Linked DNA regions of Macaca mulatta: region 2 is linked to region 1. Evidence: chromatin contacts called from public Hi-C data. All regions are on one chromosome and are shown on one strand. The core of a region is the stretch at or near the end of the contact, and the rest is flanking DNA. Distances in the headings are between cores, read along the strand shown. Region 1 holds the start of DENND1A (DENN domain containing 1A). Region 2 overlaps DENND1A (DENN domain containing 1A).

Region 1 (7,925 bases), core at 2,708-5,207:
GTTTCCAGGGTGCTACCTGCATACTGATGACCTCTTTTTTTGTCCATTAGATGTTGATTTGAGGCAAGACAATGTTCCTTTATTAAAATAAACATGAGGCTGGGCGTGGTGGCTCACACTTGTAATCCCAGGACTTTGGGACACCAAGACGGGCAGATCACCTGAGGCTGGGAGTTGGAGACCAGCCTGACCAACATGGGAGAAACCCCGTCTCTACTAAAAATAGAAAATTAGCTAGGCATGATGTCTCATGCCTGTAATCCCAACTACTAGGGAAGCTGAGGCAGGAGAATGGCTTGAACCGGGGAGTGGAGGTTGCAGTGAGCTGAGATCGTGCCACTGCACTCCATCCAGTCTGGGCAACAAAAGTGAAACTCCGTCTCAAAAAAAAAAAAAAAAAAAAAAAAAAACTAAATACTCTAGTAAAAGGAAATGCCTGCCTAAACCAGTATAATTGGCCTTAAAAATTTATAAAATATAAAACTTTTCTTCCTCAAGGGTTTAAATTTTTTTTAACTCGATGTACACTCAACTCAGAGAACTCAGAGTCTTAATTAGAATCTTAATGTAGATCCTAAAGCATTTCTTAAATGCATTCCATGAACTCTTCTCAAACAACCACGTGCCAGGCATTGAGTTTGACACAGGGAACTCAAAGATAAATAAGACAGTCCTTGCTCTCAAGAAGTTTATGTCCAGCATGGTACAGGAGACAGACAAGAAACAAGATTCAGTACCGCGTCTGCGATAAACACAAGGGGCCATAGAAACACGGATGAAGGGCACCTGGCCTAGACTGGAACAGGAGTGGGTGGGGGTGGCAACAGGAAACTGGCATCAAGGCAGGCTTCCAGGGGATGGCATCTGATCTTAGGCCTATAAACGCTCATTCTCTCATTTGAAAAATGTGGTTAATAAACAGCATCGCCACCACTGGACAGTAGTGAGGGTTTCATGAAATGGTTCACATTAAGGATTTCCATGGTACCTGACAGAGATTGTGTTCAACCAGGCTTAAACTCTAAAGAGAAGTCTGATCAAACACTAAATTTTAACACCTGTGCCTAGCAACTCACGTGCTTTACCACTGATCACACAACAGACACCAGCTTCACAATTACACACAATATTGTTTTTAATCGACTTTTATTTTTTAATAATGAGACAATGTTAAGCCCTACTCTGCATGTTAACAGCCTAATTCCTTGGTCATTAAAATTTTCTTCTCCATTACCTTAAACATACCTTTCTCTGACATTTCTAATATACAGTAATGTTCTTAGTCTTTTGATACAGAAGGTGAAAAAAAAGGAAAAAAAAACAATTACTGAGTTTTTAACACGGACCTAGCATTTATATTGATACTGTGTTCATTGCTCATAATAACCCTACAACCTGGACACATTCCTCCCCATTTTACCTCAGGGAAACTGAGGTTGAAAAGGCAGTCTGTGTGAAGTTTCATAATTAGCATTAAAAAGAGCTGGAATTTGAACCTAGATCTGATTCCACCTAGTCAACTGACTTGTTGCATCAGAGATAAGCAAGAGAAAACAAAGGGAACCCCTCCCCCTTGCCCCTACCTCCAAGACTGTCCAATTCAATGGAACCTGCACACTTAGATTTCACCACAGCCAGGAGAACACCTTGAATGCCCTGCCAGGAGGGAATAGCCAGCCAGTAGTAACCAAAGCTCCGTCTTCTGCAACAACTAGAGAAGCACTTAAGTGGGTAATTTCCTGTCCATCCCCATTCTGAGCCACAGGCAGAAGTTGCATAATCAACAGTCACTATAAATCACAACTACTTTTCATAACTTCTCTCTTCATATTCTGTTTCAGTTTCACCACAAACTAACATATTTCCCAAGCCTAAGTTTTTATCACAGAGTAGTCTAGTTCCAAGATCAATAAGGCTATTCTTCATACTTAATACAAGTCCATGCCTTAGTAAATTCCCTTGTCCAAGTGCTCAGAATTAGCGATGGGTTCCACAAGACACATTTGAGAAATGTTATTTGTCCAACCTGCTACCTTGGAGAGCAACAGACATTTGACGGCTAGCCATCCGAACTTTTACTTGCTGGATTTTAATACTGGTTCTGACACTCACCGCCTCATGTCAGGCAAGTTTCTGAACTTTTCTGTAACAAGAAGGGTAAGTGTCCTCACGCATACTCTGCAACTCTAACATGGCTTCTGGAAAGTGTTTCTAAGTGCTATTGAAATCCAAGTTTACAACTCTTACTTGGAAGTAGGAGCTAAACTTGAGTGCCTCTTTAATCCCAATGGTTCACAAACGACATCTTTTTACCTCCCAAGCCTCTCAAGCTCTTGTTTGGAGCATGCTTCTAACTTTTTTCTCATTTCCACAAAAATAAAGATTTAACAGAGTGTTCATGCGACTCTTCCACTTTCACTGCCATAAGCAAACTTTTCTAGTTTCATTCAGCAGATGTCTCAAGGCTGCTGCAGCGCATCCCATACATATTTTGCAAATGGGAAGCCTAACCACACGGGGACTGCAAGGCTGGGCAAGGGTCACACTGCACGGGCATCACCTGGACATGAGATGCAATGTTTGAATAATTATTAGATTTCGCCCTTAAGGCCCTTCTCCTTTCCAACTTCCCTAGTACAATTCTCAAAATGCTGAAATAAACACATTCCACAGACTTTCCCGTAAGAGGGTTTAAAGTGTTCTAGGAAAGTTGTTTTACAGAAAAGCCTATGCTGTCAACTTTGCTTTTTAATGCCCTTAAACAATTCTATTAGTCACAGAGGAAAAAGCGAACATTTGTTAGTAATTAGAGATAAAACATCTCCAGTTCTGGGGCAAAGGAAGGGAGAGGCCACAAGAGGACCTGCCTGGGAGGGGAGATAGAGTCCAAAGCCACACACCCAAATTGGACCGCTTAAGAGTTGCACTTTCCAAAGTCAACTTCTAAGTCTACGAAGAGGGCAACAATGTTTCAGTGGATTCTGAAGTTACATGTATCAACAATTTCCCCGGAAAGCTAATCCTCCACCGGAAAGCCAAACCTCCAGGTGAATGAATGAGTGGGGGAATTCGCCAGATTGAGTTACAAAGCCTTTCCAACGATTATCAAGAGCAGGTGTTTGGTTACAACACAGAGGTATCCTCCTTCACACCCTTTGGCCCTTGCCGTGTGGAGATTTTCACAGATAAGAGGGGGGAAATAGGAGAGAGACGGGCCTTCCTCCCCGGCCATCCACACCTTAGGTCCATGAGTGTGACCCCTCCCTCTAAGAACCTCACGCGACTACTGCGGGGGCCGCAGGCCTCAAGCGGCCAGGCTGCAACCTCTCCGGACCTGCCAACTCTCAGGGGCGCCCCAAACATGCCCGTTTGGGGAGGTGCTTCCGGGGCTTTCCCACTCCCCATCCCCACAGTTGAAGGGCCATTTTCAGGGGCTCTCCGTAAACCCGGGGAGGGGGCCGCCCAGTAATCTCAGCTGTTCCGGCCCCTAGGTAAGGAGGGGACACCTGGCCCCCGGCGCCCTGCCACCCCGCGCGCACCCCGCCCCCGCGCCTCCCTGGATCGCCATGGCAACCGTCCCCCTCCCCGCGTGACGCCTGCACGCGGGGCGCCCCTCCGGTCCCGGCAACAAGTCCCCCGCGCGGCCCGCGGCCTGCAGCCCTGGCCCGGCCTCGCCGCCCCGCGCCCGGCCCGGCTCCGCCCGGCCCGGCCGCACTCACTTGATCCTGGAGCCCATGGTCCCCGGGCCTCCTCATGGGCCCGCGGGCCCCGCTCGGCGCTGCGCTGCCCGCCCGCCCGCGGCCGACCGGCCTCCCTCTGGCGCTCTCCCCGCCCCTTCCTCCCTTCCCTCAGGCTGGGGCCCGCCCGCTCGAGGCTCGCTCCCTCGCCGCCGCCGCCGCCTCCAGGGGTTAATGTACTCGCTCCAGCCCGGCGAACGCCATGGTCGCCGGCGCGCGTGCCCGGCGCGCGCCGCCCCCACCGCCTCTCACCGCCGCCCCTCCCGCCCGCGCTGCCGCCGCCGCTGCCCGCGGGGGCTGCTGGGAAGTGTAGTCCGCACGCGGGGGCGGGGCCGTGGCCGGCGGGGGCGGGGCAGGAGCGCGGTCACCCGCACGTCTCCCCGGGCGCGGGCCCCGGAGGACTGTGGCGTTCCTGCGCAGGCCCTTACACGTCTCCACCCCACTGCGTCCCGCTGGAAACCTCCACTCACAGCCGGCCTGAAGAGACCTTAATCCTCTCATGGAGACCCCTAGCCCTCCCGATGAAACCGCCACCCATCCTCCCCTTGGAGGCCTCCCACCCAACCCTTCTAACGGACAGCTAATGTCTCCCGCCTAGGCCTCCATGAAAACACGTTTTCCCTTTAACATCCCGCACTTTCCAGTAAGTTCCGTGCAGAACCTCTTCTGCATCACACCGTCCACTTCCCCATCTGAAGGCCTTTCCTCTTCCTTTCCCCTTAGAGCTTGAAGGAGACCCCACATACCTACAGGAAAGCCACTTGGGGGCTGCGTGGACCCATGTGGTGACTCAGCTCTGCCCTCCCCTTGAGGACCTCTGTCTCCCTTTATCAGCCGTTTTGGGGACTCCAACATCGAAGCCTCCTTTTACCACAAAAGTCCCTGATAGAGATTAACTCAGTGCAGATGAAAGGATTTGAGAGCCGAGATCACCAACCTGCTACCTGCCCCTGCTCCCTGCCTTGGGATTCACTTCCATGAACACCTCAATTTCATCCCCTCTAGGCCCAGAGGGATCATAAAGGAAGCAATAATGAAAGCTACCATTAGCCACCCCTTAATGAGCGGGTGAGTGCCCTTCCTGAATCAGACACAGTATTTCCGTACATCATTAGTGCCAATCCTCACAATAATCCTGTGTTCATCTCCCTAATTTACAAAGAGGAAACTGAGCCACATTCCCAAGATCACATAACTAGTAGCGAGTGAAGCCAAGATTAGTGTCCAGACTGAATAATTCCAGACATGTGACACAGTCATGCTTTAAAGTGGCACCTTCCACAAGTCCAAAGACACTTTTAATATTAGGCATTTTTTTTTCCTTTTTTCAATTTTCTGTCCTGAAGCCATTAATCGCTTCTGCCATTTCAGTTCTTATAAATGCATGGAGTGCCTCTTCACCCTACCCCCACCCCATAGCCACTGTGTAACTAGTCCTGCGTCCTAGCTCCTGGCCAGGCTAGGAGCAAAGAAAGCAGTAAGATAAGTCATAGAAGACTTCTTCTGTTTGAGTCACCTTCTGAATAAAGGTAGTTTCTCCCTTTTCCCTTTTGCCTGTACCTTGAGGTTGTTGAAGTCAAAGGGTAAACTTTTTAAAATTAAAACCAAAAAAAAAGTGAAAATGTCCAAACTGTCATTTTGAATTTAAAGTCTTATGCACCCAGACACCAATACCGACTTGTAAACACCCGCAGGAGCAAAGCTCTGCTAGACAGGCAGGAGCTCTGTGGTGTTTATTCACCTGTGAAACATCTCCAAGGAACAGTTGTTATCAAGATCTTCCCTGGAATGGGCAGCCAGTTCAAAAGCTCTGAGCAGGAGACTATAAATAAGACAAAGTTATTGGTGGAAGGCAAAGCTGGCTGCTTTTCAAAGGAGGTTGTAGCCATCTTGGCCACAAAAATGTCTGGGTGCCTGCTGGGTGGCGTGTGTGTGTGTGTGTGTGTGTGTGTGTGTGTGTGTGTTGGAGAGGGAGGTAGAAGGTGGAGATTATGTGTCTGCTCAGGTGGCCTCAGAGACAGCAGGGTGGTCTGAGGAGAGAGCACTGGACTGGGAGTGAGGAATCTTCTAATTCTGGCTTCAGCATTGACTGGTAGATTTTATGCAAATGATTAGACAAGTGTATGTTTCAGTTTCCTCCTTAGTGTAGAGGGTGATGAGAAGCTTCCATCATAAGAGCGAGTGCAACATAGGAGCAAAGAGCACAGGCTTTAGAACCAGACTGCCAGGGTTTAAATCTCAGCTCTACCTCTTACTAAATATGTGACCTTGGGTGAATTATTCCTTCTCTGTGTGTCTCAGGTTCTCCGTCTGTAAAATAGAAATGATGATAATAATAGACCTATTTTAGTGAGTTGACATGAGGATTAAATGAGTTAGTGACCTTTATAAAGTATTCAAACAGTGACTATCACATATTAAGGACTCAAAAATTATAAGCAACTATTATATATAAAACACCTAGCACAGTTTGGCTTTTATTATTAAAATTAATAAGGTAACCAGTGGCCAGGCATGGTGGCTCACACCTGTAATCCCAGCACTTTGGAAGGCCAAGGCAAGTGGATCACTTGAGGAAGGAGTTCAAGACCAGCCTGACAACCAACATGGTGAAAACCCATCTCTACTAAAAATACAAAACAATTAGCCAGGTGTGGTGGCAGGCACCTGTGGTCCCAGCTATTCAAGAGGCTGAGGCAGGAGAATCGCTTGAACCCAGGAGGCAGAAGTTGTAGTGAGCCGAGATCATGCCACTGCACTCCAGCCTGAGCAACAGCGCGAGACTATCTCAAAAGAAAAGAAAAAGGCCAGGCGTGGTGGCTCACGCCTGTAATCCCAGCACTTTGGGAGTCCGAGGTGGGTGGATCACGAGGTCAGGAGATCCAGACCATCCTGGCTAACATGATGAAACCCTCTCTCTACTAAAAAAAAAATACAAAAAATTACCCGGGCATGGTGGCAGGCGCCTGTAGTCCCAGCTACCAGGGAGGCTGAGGCAGGAGAATGGCGTGAACCCGGGAGGTGGAGCTTGCAGTGAGCTGAGATTGCGCCACTGCACTCCAGCCTGGGTGACAGAGTGAGACTCCATCTCAAAAAAAAAAAAAAAAAAGGAATAAGGTACGCCGGCTCCGTGGTTTGTTCCTGTAGTCCCAGCTACTCAGGAGGCTGAGCCCAGGAGTTTAAGACTGAGCCTAGGAGTTGGAGGCTGCGGCACACTATGGTCATGCCCGTGAATAGCCACTGCACTCCAGCCTGGGCAACATAGCGAGGCCCCATCTCTGAAATAAATAAATATATTTTGTAAAAGTGATTAACATAATAACATAATAATAAAGAGTACCGTGCTTGAATTCAGAAGACCTGAATTCTCAGCCCAACTTGTTTGTTCACATTCTGTATCAGTTAGAATTCAATTCAACTGTAAACGATAGAGAAATGAAATAAAAATTGTTGAAAAAAATAGAATTTTATTTCTCTTTCACGTAAAGTCTGGTGATTAACATTCCAGGGCTGGTGTGACAATCCTATAATTAACGGAGACCCAGAATTCTATCTTATTGCTCTCCGATTCTCCAAATAGAACTTCCACCTCATAGTCCAGGATGGCTGCTTAAACTCTTGCTATCCAATCTGCAGCCCAGCCTGCAGGAAGAAAGAAGGATCTGCCCATGTCAAACCCTGACCTTTAAGTGTACTTCCCAGGAATTACTCACACCACTTCTATTTACATCCCACTGGCCAGAAATTAGTCATGCAACCACACCTCACTAGAAAATGCAGCCTTTATTTCAGACAACCAGACAATAGTGTCCACAGCTGAAAGGTAGAGAGTAGGGAATGGCATTTCCAGGAACGTAGTGGAGGATAGATATTGCAAGACACCCAGCAGGCTCAGCCATGCTTGGCTATTTGGTTTTGAGCAAGCCACAGATTTAACCAAAATAAGAGAATCAGGCCAGGTGACCTCCTTCCAAAGTCCTTTTGGGTTCTAAAGTTCTATAATTCAGTGGCTTATCGATTTTATAATTCCTTTAAACCTAGGTGAATCTGATGTCATTCAAATGAAATGAGACCTCTGTGCCAAGTACGCCCATAATCAATTGTTGGAATGTAAACCTTCTGGTGAAAAGGAAGGATTTAGGAACTTTGCCTTCTCGACTGTTGTCAAAATAGGCTAAGCAGATCTAG
Region 2 (7,925 bases), core at 1,896-4,395, 380 kb before region 1:
TCTCATCTTTCTCTTCCTCCTTTACTTTGTCACCCAGGGATGGTCACTATCATTTAGTTAACATCTACTATCAGCAAGGCACTATGCTGGTGTTTGGTGCATATTATTGCTATTTTTCTCAACAGTCCTACCAGGTAAGCATTATTTACATTCTACACACAAGAAAAGTGAGTCTCAGGGTGGTGAAGTGACTTCCAGAGTCATCTTCTAGTAGATGACAGAGCCAGAATTAAAACCCAGGTGATTCCAAAGGCCATACTCCTTCCATCACATTCGGTGGGCTCCTTAGCCACTTAGAGCCACAGAGCTATAGTGATTGTCCCTGAAGTCCTGGGGCAGAAGCACCTCCCCTTATCCTTGCTTCATTCCCAGGACATGATCTTGACTTCAGATGACCACTAAAATGGGAAAAAAACATTAACTAGTAAGTTACCAGACCCTTCTGCAGTCCAGTTTACACTCCCCCATCAATGCATCTGCTTAGCTCGGGCCTGTAGGTTTTGGCTATAATTTCTTATCCACTTGCCTAAAATATACTGAAAAATAAAACAAATGTTTCATAGACTTTTCCTACAGATATTCTTGGGTCCATATTCATGCTTCCCAGACACACTGCTACCCACTTAACAAAAGCACAGGCTCTGTCTGAAAAACATTTTGGAGGTCCCTCAATAAGTTAAACGTAGAATTACCAGATGACCCACAACTGCACTTCTTGGTATGTAACCAAATGACTTGCAAAGCAGGTGTCCAAACTATTAATCACACACACACATTCACAGCAGTATTACTCATAACAGCCAAAACATAGAAACAACCCAGGTGTCCATTAACAAGTGAGTGGATAAACAAAATATGGTACATACAGATAGTGGAATATTATTCAGTCTTAAAGAAGGCTGAAGTTCCAATGCATGCTATAACATGGATGAAGCTGGTAAACAAGATGCTACCAAAATAGGCCAGGCAAAGGACAAATATTGGATGATTCCGCTTCTATGAACTATCTAGAATAGGCAAATTCAGAGACAGAAAGTAGACTAGAGGTTACTAAGGGCTGGGGGAAAGGAAAATGAGAAGTTCTTGCTCAGTGGATATAGAGGTTCTGTTGGGCGTGATTAAAAATGTTGCAAATAGATAGTGGTGATGGTTGCACACTGCGAATGCCATTCATGCCAATGAACTATATACTTAACAATGGTTAAAATAGCACGTTTTATATTATATGTATTTTTTATCACAGTTTTTTTTCCTTAAAGCATGGGCTCTTTAGACAGACCTGGGTGTGATGGGATGAGTCCCAGCTCCACCACTCCCAACCTGTGTGGTCACAGAGCCTCGCGCAGACACACAGCTGCACACACACACCAGTCCCTTCCAGGCGTCATGCAGTTTCCTTTCCCCCGCTTTCCTTGCCTCCTTATCTCTCATCTTGCTGTACTGTACACAGTGTCTTAAGGTTCCTCAAACCTATGTTTAGCACAAGATGGAGGCACAGACAAATTAGTCACATCCCTTATGTGTGTTCTGGGAATCCTCTGCTCGTCTGTGTGGAGGGCAGGGAGTGTGCACCCTCCCACCCATCAAGGGTTCTTCATTCTTTTTCCATCTCGAGCCACCGTGAGGCTGAGTCAACCGAAATCTGCTTCCTTGAGACGCTGTGACAAGTTGGCCCCCACAGTCAGGCTCCTGCTCACAGACTCAGTTCTTCCACTCAGAAGGCTTTGAAACACAGCATTTCAAAGCTTTATTCACAAAGATGTTTAGTGGAGTATTACTTCGAATATCAAAAGATTGGAAACAACCTAAATGTCCAACATGGGAGGCTGGTCATGGAAATTATGGTAGTTACACTTGATGGAATATTCTGCAGCTATGTAAAGATGCATATGATATCTTGTTAAAAGGTGGGGCAGGGGAAACTAGCTTTTAACTGAGATTTGGTTGTAGCTATGTAAACCCTTTGCCTAATGAAAAAATAAACAGTAAATACAAAAGGCATATGTAGTAAAAATCAGTGGGACTATGGTGCTGTTTTGATTTTACTACCTTAAAAATATTTTTCTATTTTCCATTACACCAAAAAGAAATCAGAAAACAGTTTTTATTTTTTTTCAAAAACAACACGAGATCAACAGGGTTACTCAACCAGGACACAGATATATGTGGTGTTTTTCCAACCTGCTCCAACACAACCTCGTGCATTCATCCTTGAAAGCCAGGCTATCAATCTGCTTTTATCTTAACTTCTGCGTCCTCAAGGGGTTTTAGGTGGATAAATATGACTCAGCAGAATCATGGGCAAAATCATGGGCTATAAGGTGGATGATGCCAGTGTACCCACAGCTGAATCTGGAAGCTGGCCTCTTGGGATGAACTAAGCAAGTGGGACCAGAGTGAGTTGGTTGCTGCCTGTTTAAACAGTTTGCTTACTGCCCCCACCCAGCATTCGCTCCCCGCGGGCAGTAGCTCTGTTCCCTTTATCTTGGGGAAGCCCAGCTAGCAGGCTGGCCCGGAGAGGATCACACAAGCTAGCTGAATAAACAGCTCCCATAGTGCTCCACCTACACTGGCCTTTCCACGGACACTGGCACAGAAGAGGACGCATCTTCAAACGCCAATACCCATGGCTTTTGCTCTTTAACCTAACATATACCAAGGGCCTGCAGTGGGCCAGACATGGGGAGAGGCACCCTCACATGCACTGTCATGCAGCATGGGCTATGAAATAAGAAACTCTGAGCAGAAAAGGGGATGAATTGAAAGCACACAAATCTATCTGCAAAAGTTCTTTAAAACTGAGACCAGTGTGTGTGAAATGTGTTTCAAAGGGGGTGTATTAGCCTTATTCAGATTTCCTGATGATATAATTTTAAACAAAGGAGGTAAAAGATTCCTTAAAAAATTCTTTCGTTCTCTCTAGAAAGGAGGAACATTCAAGGCAAATTTTAGAACCATACTGCTATATGTATCCTCCAAAAGTTGCAATCTTCTACCATGCAGAGAAAGGACCCTTGGCCTAGCAATTAAACTCATTTGTCTTTTATCCCCTTCTTGCCAAAAAGGACCCCAGCCCTAACTAGTTAATCCCTAACACACACTGCTACTCCCAGAGTTGCCTGGCAACTGCTAGGAGGCGTGTCAGAGAGCAAGAAAGGCCTAAATAAATGAGCTGGAGCCTGGGCTGCCGCTTGACATGGATAAAGGGGGTTTCTCCAGATGGGGCTGCCTGGCTGCTTGTGGCTCTGTCATTTAAGTCGAGAAGGACAAGTTGGTTTGGCTGATATTGTTAAATATCTTGGGCTTTGCATCTGATTTTCTCCAGGTGACTGAAAAATGGGTCACATGCCTTTGTGATTTGCAGACACCTCCCCTCTATCAGGAAGCAGCAACCTCTGAAGACCAAAGATAGGACAGGATGCAATGTGTATGCACCAAACAGAGGCCGAGGGCAGTCCCCCTGCCTCAAATGCTTCCCTGTTCCCTAATTTCCTTCACCCATTCTCCCATCTATTATTCCAAAATATACTCACTGATACCTACATACAGTGCCATGACCTGTGCCTGGCACTGGAAATGCAGAGAGTTACTAACACGGAACATGTGGAAACTAGAACAAAGACAGGCGGGAGGATGTGGTGGAGGGAACCTGGGTTTGGAGGTTGTCTGCTGGCTCTGCTGCTTCCTAGGAATCACTGCAGCCTCCGCTCCATCCCCCGTGTGTAAAGGGCTAGTGAGGGGCTGGGATGGGGAATTACTGAGATCACGGATGGGAAGCAACTTGGAGTTGAACTGAGTGCTGACCCTGTGGGAGGCCACTGAGGTAAACTTGGCAGTGACTAGACACCCCTGGTATCTCAGTTTCTGACCCTGAGAGAGTCCTTTGGAATAATTCACCTGGTGTGTGAAGACACACACCACCAGGGAGCCAACACAGGCCCTCCCCGCCCTGGGCTGGGCACCCAGCCTCCCCAACAGACCTGCAGAAGGCACAGATGGGGAGGAGCAGCCTAGCTCCTGGCACAGGGCTGGGCCTCAACAAGCGGCCCCCTTCCTCCTTCCTTCTGGACCCGGTAAAGAAAACAAAGCTCAGGAGTCCCCCAGTCAGCTGCATTCTGAATTTTTTCATTAGGAAAGAGAGAGAGAGAGCGAGAGAGACCAAGGTGGTGATAAAAATCTCAAGGGAGTTCTGAGCCAGGGAAAAGGTCTTCGCATGTGACTGCAGAGGAGGAGATGCCCACCTCTGCTTCTCAGGCCAGAACTTGACCCCTCCTCACAGAGCCAGGCAGGACATGGACTGGAGCTGTCCCCCAACGGGCTCCAGGCTGGCAGGGTCCTCCTCAGACGGAGGAAGTGGGTGAGGGCCAGGGCCATGCCCATCTTCCCAGGGCCACCAGGACAGGCACTGTACTGGGCTTATTAAGCCTCACTACACTCCTGCAAGGAGGCGATTACACATCCACTTTATGGAAGGGGAACTGAGGATTGGAGAGGTGAATAACTGCTCAGGGTCCTGGGAGGCAGAAGCAGAGCAGAGAGGAGCCTGCTCAGGTCCCTCATGTTTCCTGTTTCCAACAAAACACAACACCGTGACTCTGCAGTAACCTGACAACCATGACCCCACCTCCACCTCCCCCACCTGTATGGGCAGTACCCCAGGACCCTGCATGGTGACTGCTGCTGTGGAAGCATTACGAAGCAGTGAGCACAGGCGAGCCAGAGGGGCTGGTAGCGCTGCAGCTGGGCTGCCCTGCGTGGCCCCCACATACCTGGCCTTCTACCCTGCAGGCTCCCTCTGCCCTCAGGGACCTACTGTTCCCAGGCCCTGCCCTGGCACCCACCTCGGGGGCCATTCCCTGCACACATTCCCCTGTGTCTGCTCACCAGCTTTCTCCCTCACCTTATGTGCCAAAGGCTTTAAATGGACTCACATCCGTTGACCCAGTAAATCCATGTCAAGGAATCTGCCTAAGAAAATAATTCAAACCAGGTATGAAGATATATATAAAGATGTTTAGCACAGTGTGGTTTAAAATCATGAAACATTACTGACAATCAAAAAAACCAGCATGCCAGGCATGGTGGCTCATGCCTGTAATCTCAACAGTCTGGGAGTCTGAGGCTGAGGATCACTCAAGCCCTGGAGTTGGAGACCAGCTAGGCAACATAGCAAGACCTTGTCTCTACAAAAATTAAAAATAAATTAGCTGAGTTCAGTGGCATGCACCTGTAGTCCCAGCTAGATGGGAGGCTGATGTGGGAGGATCACTTCAGCGCAGGAGGTTGAGGCTGCCATGAGCCATGATCATGCCACTCTAGCCTAGGCAACAGAGTGAGACCCTGTCTCAAAATAATAATAATAAAAAAATAGTAAAATAATTTCTTTCTTACAAGACTAGCACTAGGAAAACATGGTGGGCCTTGGTCCTGATTTCAGATCACAGGAACTCGACAGAAATCTCTGAGGAGGGCCTGGACATTTGCCTTTTTAAAAGCACCCCCCCCCACCCCTCGTTCCTCTGTGCTTCTAATCCATGGCCAGGGTTGGTAACCACAAGGGTCACCTGATAGGCTCTGCTCAGCCACTGTCAATGATGTCTAAGAAGAGATTCTATGTGGTATGAAAAATGCTTACACAAACTAAAAGGCAAAAAAAGTTATTAATAACTAGGATACTGGATTGCTTTCTCAGGCATATCTCATCTGCCTACAAGAAAGTTAAAAAACCAAAACCCCAAAATGGAAAAACAAAAGAAACGAAAAATCCTAGAACCTAGATGGGAACCTGCCACAGCTGTATCTCACCTACCTCGTGATGATAGGATTATGGGTGGTGCTTTCTCATTTCTAGTCCTGTTACTTCGAACATTTTTTTACAAAGAACAAGTGTTCTTTTTTTTTTTTTTTTTTTTTTTTTTTTTGTGACCGAGTCTTGCTCTGTCACCAGGCTGGAATAAAGTGGCACGATCTTGGCTCACTGCAACCTCTGCCTCCCGGGCTCAAGTGATTCTCCTGCCTCAGCCTACTGAGTAGCTGGGACTAGAGGCACGCGCCACCATGCCCAACTAATTTTTGTATTTTTAATAGAGATGGCATTTCATCATGTTGGCCGGGATGTTCTCGATCTCTTGACCTTGTGATCCACCTGCCTCGGCCTCCCAAAGTGTTGGGATTACAGGTGTGAGCCACCGCGTCCAGCCTACAAAGAGCAGGTCCTATTTTTATAACCAGAGAAACAACTGAAAGACAAGCGGCCGTGGGGAGGGAGTCAGCACTGTGTTGCATGCACCCTGGCAGGCTCACTCAAGGCACCATCCTCCCCACTGATGCAGCCAATGCCTCCTCCCTATTTCTCAGGCTCACATGTACTTTGCAGTCATTATTTTAAACTAATCCCCTAAACATTTTTAAGAGACAGGTTCTCACTCTGTTGCCCAGGCTGGAATGCAGTGACACCATCTTGGCTCACTGCAGCCTTGAACTCCTGGGCTGAAGCAATCCTCCTGTTTCAGCCTCCCAAGTAGCTGTGACCACAGGCACGTGATACCACATCCACCTAATTTATTTTTTGTGGAGATGGGGTCTCTGTATATTGCCCAGGCTGGTCTTGAACGTGCCACCATGCCTGGCTGCCCCAAGCAATCTTACATGGGGAATGTTGTCACCTCATATTTTAGAAGGGGAGAATTTGCCAAAATTAAATCTATAGTTTAAAAACCATCTAGGTGACTTGGTGATGACCTTGGCTTGAAGCTTGGTTGGAAAATTCCAGGTCTTCTGGTTTCCTTCTCCACCTTACGGAAGAAAGCCATTGTAGGACAGATGAATGGGACTGAAAGGCTGACAGGTCTGCCATATTTCATTGATTCTAAGATGAAAATTACTTCCCATTGTAACATTTCTGAAATCTGGATGTGTCTTATAATCGGTGGCATCCTTCAGTTATAATTGGCACCACTCTTTTCCCTTTCTTAATGGTACATAAACTAATAATACATCTTATGACTGAATAGCAGCTTACATTCAAGGACAAGTACCATGTCTCCATCTAAACCCATCATGTTATCTCTAAGGTGATAGTTTTAATGGCTACATAATATTCTATAATAAGATGGACTTTAATTTATTTCACCGGTTACCTCATATGGATACTCAGTACACTCCAGTGTTTTACCATTGGGAATGCTGCTACTGTGAACACCCTGGTATTAAGCATTCCCTTTGCTACCAGGGGTGGCTTCATCCTCTCCTAGGCTCCAAATCTTGGGAGACATCTTGACACTTCTTGCTGTTCATCTCCCATATTTGATCTATTGCTGAATCTTGCTACTTCTTTCATGGTCTCTGTTTCTGGTTGAGCTACCCAGGGCTCTATTCTGAGTTCCCGTAACACTCCTCTAACTGGTTTCTCTGCCTCCAGCTCTCCTTTCAGCCCATCACTATACTACTGCTCAAAGGTAACTTCAGTCATGTCACATTTCTGCTCAGAAACTTACACTCCTCACAGGGTCAAGTTCACTCTCTTAGCGTAGCATCCAAGGCTCTGCCAAATTTGGCTCTATCCTCTCCTGCAGCCCCATCTCCCCACCCAGTCGCTCCAAACAAAATGGTCCACTCACTGGCTATGAGGGAACCTGCCTCCAAGCCTTTGCTTCCTCAGTTACCTCCACCCCCACTCTAGGAAGGGACGCTCCTTTCTCTTTTTCCAAACCTTACTCATCAGACCCAGTTCAAGTTTCACCTTCCTGATGAAATGTGTTATGGCTCAGTGGATCCTCAGGAAGGATAGGCAGAGGCTTAGCCTCATTTCACAGGTGAAGAAACTGAAGTTTAAATGGATTAAGTGGCTTGCTCAACTTTTAGACAGCTAAGAAGTGCAGAGCCAGGCTTGAAATTCCAGGGCTTCTGTCCTTAAATCCAGTGCC

Evidence for each region. A called contact is a pair of places that touch in the nucleus more often than the background predicts.
Region 2: a Hi-C map of fetal cortex germinal zone shows a contact between it and region 1, with 2.2 times the contacts expected there. The contact joins the enhancer-like site here to the promoter of DENND1A in region 1. A contact is called at or near these places in 2 of 14 Hi-C or Micro-C datasets (fetal cortex germinal zone and liver).

The regions. Positions count from the first base shown.
Region 1 is chr15:23,858,536-23,866,460 of T2T-MMU8v2.0, reverse strand. DENND1A (DENN domain containing 1A) reads right to left here and starts at 3,957. Exons shown (of 21, transcript XM_077968020.1): 1 at 3,720-3,957.
Region 2 is chr15:24,233,936-24,241,860 of T2T-MMU8v2.0, reverse strand. The region is part of intron 12 of DENND1A (DENN domain containing 1A); the gene reads right to left. Among named protein-coding and RNA genes, the nearest start is that of MIR601, 150 kb to the left of the region's middle. Within about 2 kb of position 3,145, at least 10 of the 40 cell types and tissues checked have an H3K27ac peak or open chromatin away from gene starts, as enhancers often do. A contact at or near this core is called in fetal cortex germinal zone, where this site is marked.